2 separate regions of the Mus musculus genome follow, and region 1 is linked to region 2. The links are chromatin contacts, called in public Hi-C maps. All regions are on one chromosome and are shown on one strand. Each heading gives the region's core, a stretch centred on a gene start, on an enhancer-like site or on the middle of the called end of the contact. The rest is flanking DNA. Distances are from core to core; before and after follow the strand shown. Region 1 overlaps Creb5 (cAMP responsive element binding protein 5). Region 2 holds the start of Creb5 (cAMP responsive element binding protein 5).

The links. A called contact is a pair of places that touch in the nucleus more often than the background predicts.
Region 1: a contact with region 2 is called in a Hi-C map of pro-B cells, with 2.9 times the contacts expected there. The contact joins the enhancer-like site here to the promoter of Creb5 in region 2. A contact is called at or near these places in 4 of 39 promoter capture datasets (cranial neural crest, frontonasal cranial neural crest, hematopoietic stem and progenitor cells and 1 more), 16 of 484 Hi-C or Micro-C datasets (the BV-2 cell line, ECoMG myeloid progenitors, bone marrow-derived macrophages and 10 more), 6 of 115 datasets of contacts at active chromatin or transcription factors (bone marrow-derived macrophages, craniofacial prominence, embryonic limb bud and 3 more) and 4 of 9 other capture datasets (adipose tissue, embryonic trunk, liver and 1 more).

Annotation. Positions count from the first base shown.
Region 1 is chr6:53,460,562-53,463,510 of GRCm38.p6, reverse strand. The region is part of intron 5 of Creb5 (cAMP responsive element binding protein 5); the gene reads right to left. Among named protein-coding and RNA genes, the nearest start is that of Gm38815, 9.5 kb to the left of the region's middle. Within about 2 kb of position 1,445, at least 29 of the 459 cell types and tissues checked have an H3K27ac peak or open chromatin away from gene starts, as enhancers often do. A contact at or near this core is called in adipose tissue, fibro-adipogenic progenitors, hematopoietic stem and progenitor cells and 4 more, where this site is marked.
Region 2 is chr6:53,286,013-53,289,001 of GRCm38.p6, reverse strand. It overlaps Creb5 (cAMP responsive element binding protein 5), which reads right to left and starts at 1,699. Exons shown (of 11, transcript NM_001327821.1): 1 at 1,629-1,699.

The DNA.
Region 1 (2,949 bases), core at 196-2,695, 170 kb before region 2:
AACAGTGTGCTGGCTGATGAGTCATAGCATTAGTGGGAGGGGTGGGTGTCTCCATGAGAGGGCCACACTGATCCCCTAGACGGACTGCTTCTCCCTTAACATATGTGTGAACCTATACAAGGCATCCAGAACAGATAGACTGACAGTTTGGGAAATCTCCTTTCTCTTATTATATAGCCATTGTGATAAATACCATCTCCATGGTTTATAGTCTCGCATTTATTTCCTCTCTCCTATACGTTTCTTTTTGTTCTTAATCTTGGATTGTCATTCTCTGAACCTCCCCCAAGTGCCCCCTCTGGAGTGAAGTCATGCATAGGTAAATAAATAAACTACTCCGATGCTAAGGGTTTAACAACCCAGCTCTTACAATGACATGCATCTTATCGTGGCAGGTCACAGAGCCAGAGCTGGACCACCCTTTCCCCCTCAGCTCTGGTTTTCTGCCATCAGTGGTGACTGTGGGGTGCTGCCAGGGCATGCCAGTCTGTAGCCCCAGGAGCTCAGCAATTGCCAGGTGACAAAGTGTGCCAAACCGAAGAGTGGTTTTGGGGGTGGGGGGACAGACACACATGGCCCGAGGACATGCTGGGAGGTGCCACTCTTTCCCAATTGTTGCGGCCAGCCAGGACTTGATTATTACTGGCGCTTTCTTACAAACCACTTTTCGGAGCCTTATTAAATTAGAGCTTGTTTTCTATTTAGGTTGGAATTTTTTAAATGATTTTTGAAACCTGAAATTCATGGTGTGTGCCTGCTTCTCTTTACTATGCCAAAAGAACACGGTCGATGGTGAATGTGATTACAGTTATCCTGGTCCCTTCCTTTCCTTCCCTCCGATAATTCTCTACTTCTTATGAGAATTACAAGGCTCAGGAAGAGGGAATACGTCAGGCAAATGTGCAGTGCTAGACTGCAGTCAGAGAGCACAGCGGATACGGGGTGTCTGGGAGTCTGGAGAGCTGGCAGGGAAAATTACCCTATTGTAAAGAAACTTGCAGAAGGTTCCCTTATTCCTATGACTGTATTCCTCTAGTTTTTATTTTAGAAAAATTGAAAGAACACCCTGGATTCCTGCCAGTGCTGTTGGCTAACCTGGGGAACAACATCTGCCCCTCCTTTATCCACTGATAAGGGCAGGCATCACATATGCCCAGGGGTCTTGCACCAGGACTCCAAGAGGAACATGTGTTTGGAAGACACCCAGGCAGAGTTCTGTCCAGAAAGGGTGAGGACCACAAGCTGAGTCAATGGTTTGGCAAGGAGAATGACTTCAATTTTCTGGCTCATTAAAAGTATTATGGAAATCAAGGTGACATCATGATCTGATGAGCCTATTAAGGGAAGGATCATGTGGATCCGAAAACTGCAAAGTCCTAAAGATAGGCACGCTCAAACGAGCCCACAAACAAGGAGGCTGAGACAAGAAAAGCAATTTGTTTACATACCACGGAAAAGTTAAGTAACTTCCCTGATTGCAAACATTTGTTTTCAAGTGTCAGGAACGCCATGAACCCGGAACTTGAAATCCCCACCCTGTGATTGACAGCCTTGCAAACTCTGTGTCTCTTTGTTCCTAACACTAAGCCCTACTCAGGGTCTCACTCTGGGGAGTGTCTCCTGTTCCATTCACCTACCACACAATCCTGCTGCTAGTGTGCTGGTGTTTTATGGACCTTACAGCCTATTAGATGGCTTGGAGCATACAGATGCAATGATTTTTCCCCTTTAAATCACCTAGTCCTAGAAGGAGGTAGAAGGAGACTTTGAAAGGAGCCAAGAAGAAACTACAGGATCAAAAAAAAAAAAAAAAATCAGTGTCACCACTTAAGCTACTCCCCTTTCTTCCCTTTTCAAGATGACGTGAGTGGGGTACAGCAGTTCTAACTGCGCACCCGGCCTGCAGGAGAACAGGAGGAAGACCCAGTGTAACCAACCTCTACAATTCCATTCAGTACTTTTCGGAAAAAAAAAACATAATTATACACACATGCATCTACAAATGCAGGCTTTCCTGACCAAACATAAGCACACGCAGATTAAAATCAAAGCCCACCCTGGGCTGCCCTTCATAGCCATCTCTCATGGCCTCCCTTGTGACCAAGCAGTGAAGTATTCAAGACTGTATGACAGGGTTACTGCAAACTTCCAGAAGGCTCAGTTCAAAAATGCCCAACCTGTTTGAGATACTGACCTTCCCTCCTTTGCAAATTATAGGGCAGATAGCTCAAGACACAACAAGCACGCTCTTCAGCGTGCGACTGTTAGCACTTGTGGCTGAAGAACAGGCATGTAACAGTTAGCACTGTGGCTGAAAAAACACACGGCTGAAGAACCCCCCTTGTTCACCTCAGGGCGGACTGTCTTCCACCGTGTGGATGTGCAGTCCTAGTCCTGAGAAAGCTGGGAGTCTACTAAGTTCTTCTCTGAGAAGATGTCAACAATGGCCCTTCCTGGTTTGAAAAGGCCTCCTCATTCCCTTCCATAGCCATGGAAACTCAGAGTGTGTCACCAAAGAGGTCCTGGCTACAGGACAGTCATTCTGTAGAATATAGTCTTGTTCTGGTTCTTAGTTTGCCTTTTTATTTTTCCTCTTAATACTTTTATCCCCACATCTGTTATAGCTCAATAAAAGGAGAGTGGGGTGGTAGATCTTTTACCACAGTTCTCTTGCCAAGGTAGACAGCTCCATAAGCCATGGAGGCATGCGTATTAGTTCCTGAAGCTTCGCTAACATAACAAATTACCAGACTGGATGCCTTAGAAACAACAGCAATGTGTTTGGTTTGGGAGGCTAGAAGTCTGACATGGCGGTGCTGCCCAGCTTTTTCTTCTGGAGTTCTGAGGCAGAACATGTGTGTGCCTTAACCCTAGCCTTGAATACTCCCCATAGTCCTCTGCATTCCAAGGTCTTCAACTGTACCAGCTCAGTGTCTGTCTGTGTAGTCA
Region 2 (2,989 bases), core at 450-2,949:
GATTGAGCGTTCATCAGGTACTGAGCTCGCTCAGGCACCAGAAGCTCTTCAGCTCACTCCTGGGACAGCATTCCCCCTGGGGGAAACTGTAAAAGGCGGGGGCAGGCCGAGTGATAACGAGGTGGGCGGGAGAGGGATGGAGGAAGAGGGGTAGGGAAAGAGAGGGCAATAGCTGTGTCCAGAGAACCCGCAATTGCCCCGGGGGATGGGGGCATAGTTGCTTTGACAGCATTCTGAGCCCCCAAACCCTTGAATATCTGAAGCCCTTAATAAAACACTTACTGGCCTGCAGAATGACGTAATGGACCTGTAGCCAGCCTTTATTCTTTGACACATGTCAGGAAGAGGGAAAAATAAAAAACCAAGCAAGCGTTGCTGATACTGACAACGATGTACAAGTAGCCCACTCTAGTTCCCAGCGTTGAACCAGCATCAAGTGGGGGCGGCACTCGTCCAGGGAAAGCTGGAGCTTTTTCTACTAGACACTCCCTGGAAATAAATCTATGACTAGAAAATAAATGAAAAATTAAAGCGGGCTATAGTCCCTCTAAAGTGGCTTAGTGGGGGCGGTGTCTGCTTGTCTCAACCCTTTAAGAACTTTGTGAAAAGTTTAAGCGGTTCGATAAAGAATCTGGCTCAAAGGCAGACTCTGTCGCCCGGTCCTGAGAACCGCCTGGGTGCAGTGCGGCTCGGGCCCCAGCTGTCATTTGGGGCAGCAGCCCGGAAGAAGTAAGAGTGCCAGCGCAAAGGGGACGGAGGCGGGAGGCGGCTGCAGGAGTGAAGGCGAGGGCTGCGGAGCACTCTCGAGCTGGAGCGCCTGGAGCGAAAGTCAAGTCCCCCTCCAAGGCAACCGACCCTCCCGCTGCAGCCGGCGGCCGGTCGCGAGAACTGGCAGCGGCCGCTGGGCACCCGGGAGAGGGAGAACCCCCTGCGAACTCGCTCGGCTGCCCCTAGGTGACCAGGCGACTTTGCCGCAACGGTTGGAAGTTTGCTAACTTTCTCCCGGGGTTCCGCTGCATCACTGAGAAACGGGATGCGAGGAGGCTCCAGGTTCCTGGTCTGTTGCTGCTGCTGCTACCACTGCCGCCTCCGCCGCCGCCACCACCACCGCCGCTTGACCACACTTCAGAAGGGTTCCACACCATGCCGGGGCTCTGGAGGCAAACATACACCCCCGATTCATAACTGTTCCCCGTGTCAGGGAAACTCACGCGCGCTCCCATACACGCACGCACACTGGGTCGGACACGGCGCTGGCTCCACTCAGCATCCCTCCAGTCGCACGGCGCAGCAATCACCAAGAAGCGCTCCGGGACGGACACGGCGTGGGGTCTCTGGGTGACTACAGGACACAGCACAACTCCACAGTCCACCAGCAATTGGGGCCGGACTTCCTTCTGATCCGCCAAAGTGTTTACAAACACAAATCAAGGGGGAAAAAATGCATCGCATCCTTTCTACTCCTTGCCCTGTGACCTGCCCATTGGACTAAGTAACCTCGCGGCTGCAGCGATGAACCAACCCCTGCAAACAAGGACGCTCCGGAGTCGGCTCGCGCGGCAAGTGCAGCGAAAGTGGCTAAATGCAAAAGGCCCAGAAGTGGCCGCGCCGTATTTTTAGGAACTTACCAAACAAGTGTGGAGAAGGCAAGAGCCGAGCCCGGGTGAAGGGACCACGTTGGACTGAGCAAAGATTACAATACATTCTATTTAGAGTGCATTACATCACCCCCCCGGTGACGTCACGTGGGATTCCTGAACTTCTAAATCATTGCGGTCCGTTGGGGAAAAGGAGGGAGAGAGGGGCGGGGCCCGCACGCCGAGGGGGCGGGCCCGGTCTCCGCCCCGCCCAAATCCCGCCCCTCGAGCGGACCCGGGTGCTTGCGGCGGCGTCCGCGATCGCGCAAGCAACAGCTTGCACAGCCCAGCGCCGAGTAACACGGCCCCCCGACATTAGTGGTGTGAGTCAGCTTGGAAACAATCCTGAAGGTTTCAAACAGAGCCACGCAGGAGACACCGGCACGAGCTCTTCTGCAAGAAGTGTCTGTAGGGTCAGAAAGAAGTAAGGTTTGGGGTGTGTGCATGAGGTGGTAAGGATGCTGAAGGAGGTAGAAAGAGACATTTACACTTACAAATGCAGGCCACTTCCTACTTCCCTACCCCAGCCACCGAAGATACCCAGATCCTTTGCCTGTGACAGCCATGACCTCATTGCAGCGTTCTCTGCATGCTGGCTTCTTAGTATCTCCATTTCGCCGCCCCTCTCCTCATCACGCTCAAGGGCATATAACTTCTTGTGCACACTCAGTAGGACTACACACAGCCTTCCCTGGTCTCGCACCTTGCATGTGCTGACCTGTGAGAGAATCTCTCTAAAGGCGAAAGGCGAATCTCAGCCAAGAGCCAAATGATGAGCCGGATTTAGACTCCGCGTCAGCGCCGGAAGGGCCCTGGCCATTGCTTCCAGAGCCTCTGCTACTGGCCCAAGCTCGCCGGCTGGGAAGCAGTCGAGCCAGGGCTAGAATACAGGATCTAGGGCCAGGTCTGCAAAGGGAAAAGAGGACTGACCTTTTTCAGCATGGGCCAGAAGCCACCGCTCTCACCTTCCTCATCCCTGGCAAGGGCTAGATTTCCTTTTGGAAGCTCTCTCTCCCTTTGGGGAGCATTGAAAGCCTGTTCGAAATGACCACTGTCATCCAACAACAGCTCACACTTTGCCAAACACTTGAAGCCACACCATTTTCTTCTTCCTCATATGACTTTGACAGAATAAGGAAAAGCGGGGAGTGTGTTGTAATTATCTCTATTTCACAGCTGAGCTGAGGCAGACAGACTCAGAAGGCTAGGAGCTCTCCTGATCATCAGGGACCACTCTAGCGCATGTCTAACCCCAGATCTCACCTGGGTTCCTTGGTAGAATCAGGCATATTAATTCTTTTCTGATGGCTGACTGGTTAGAACTTCAACTAAGAGCTTGCTGGCTGGGAGTT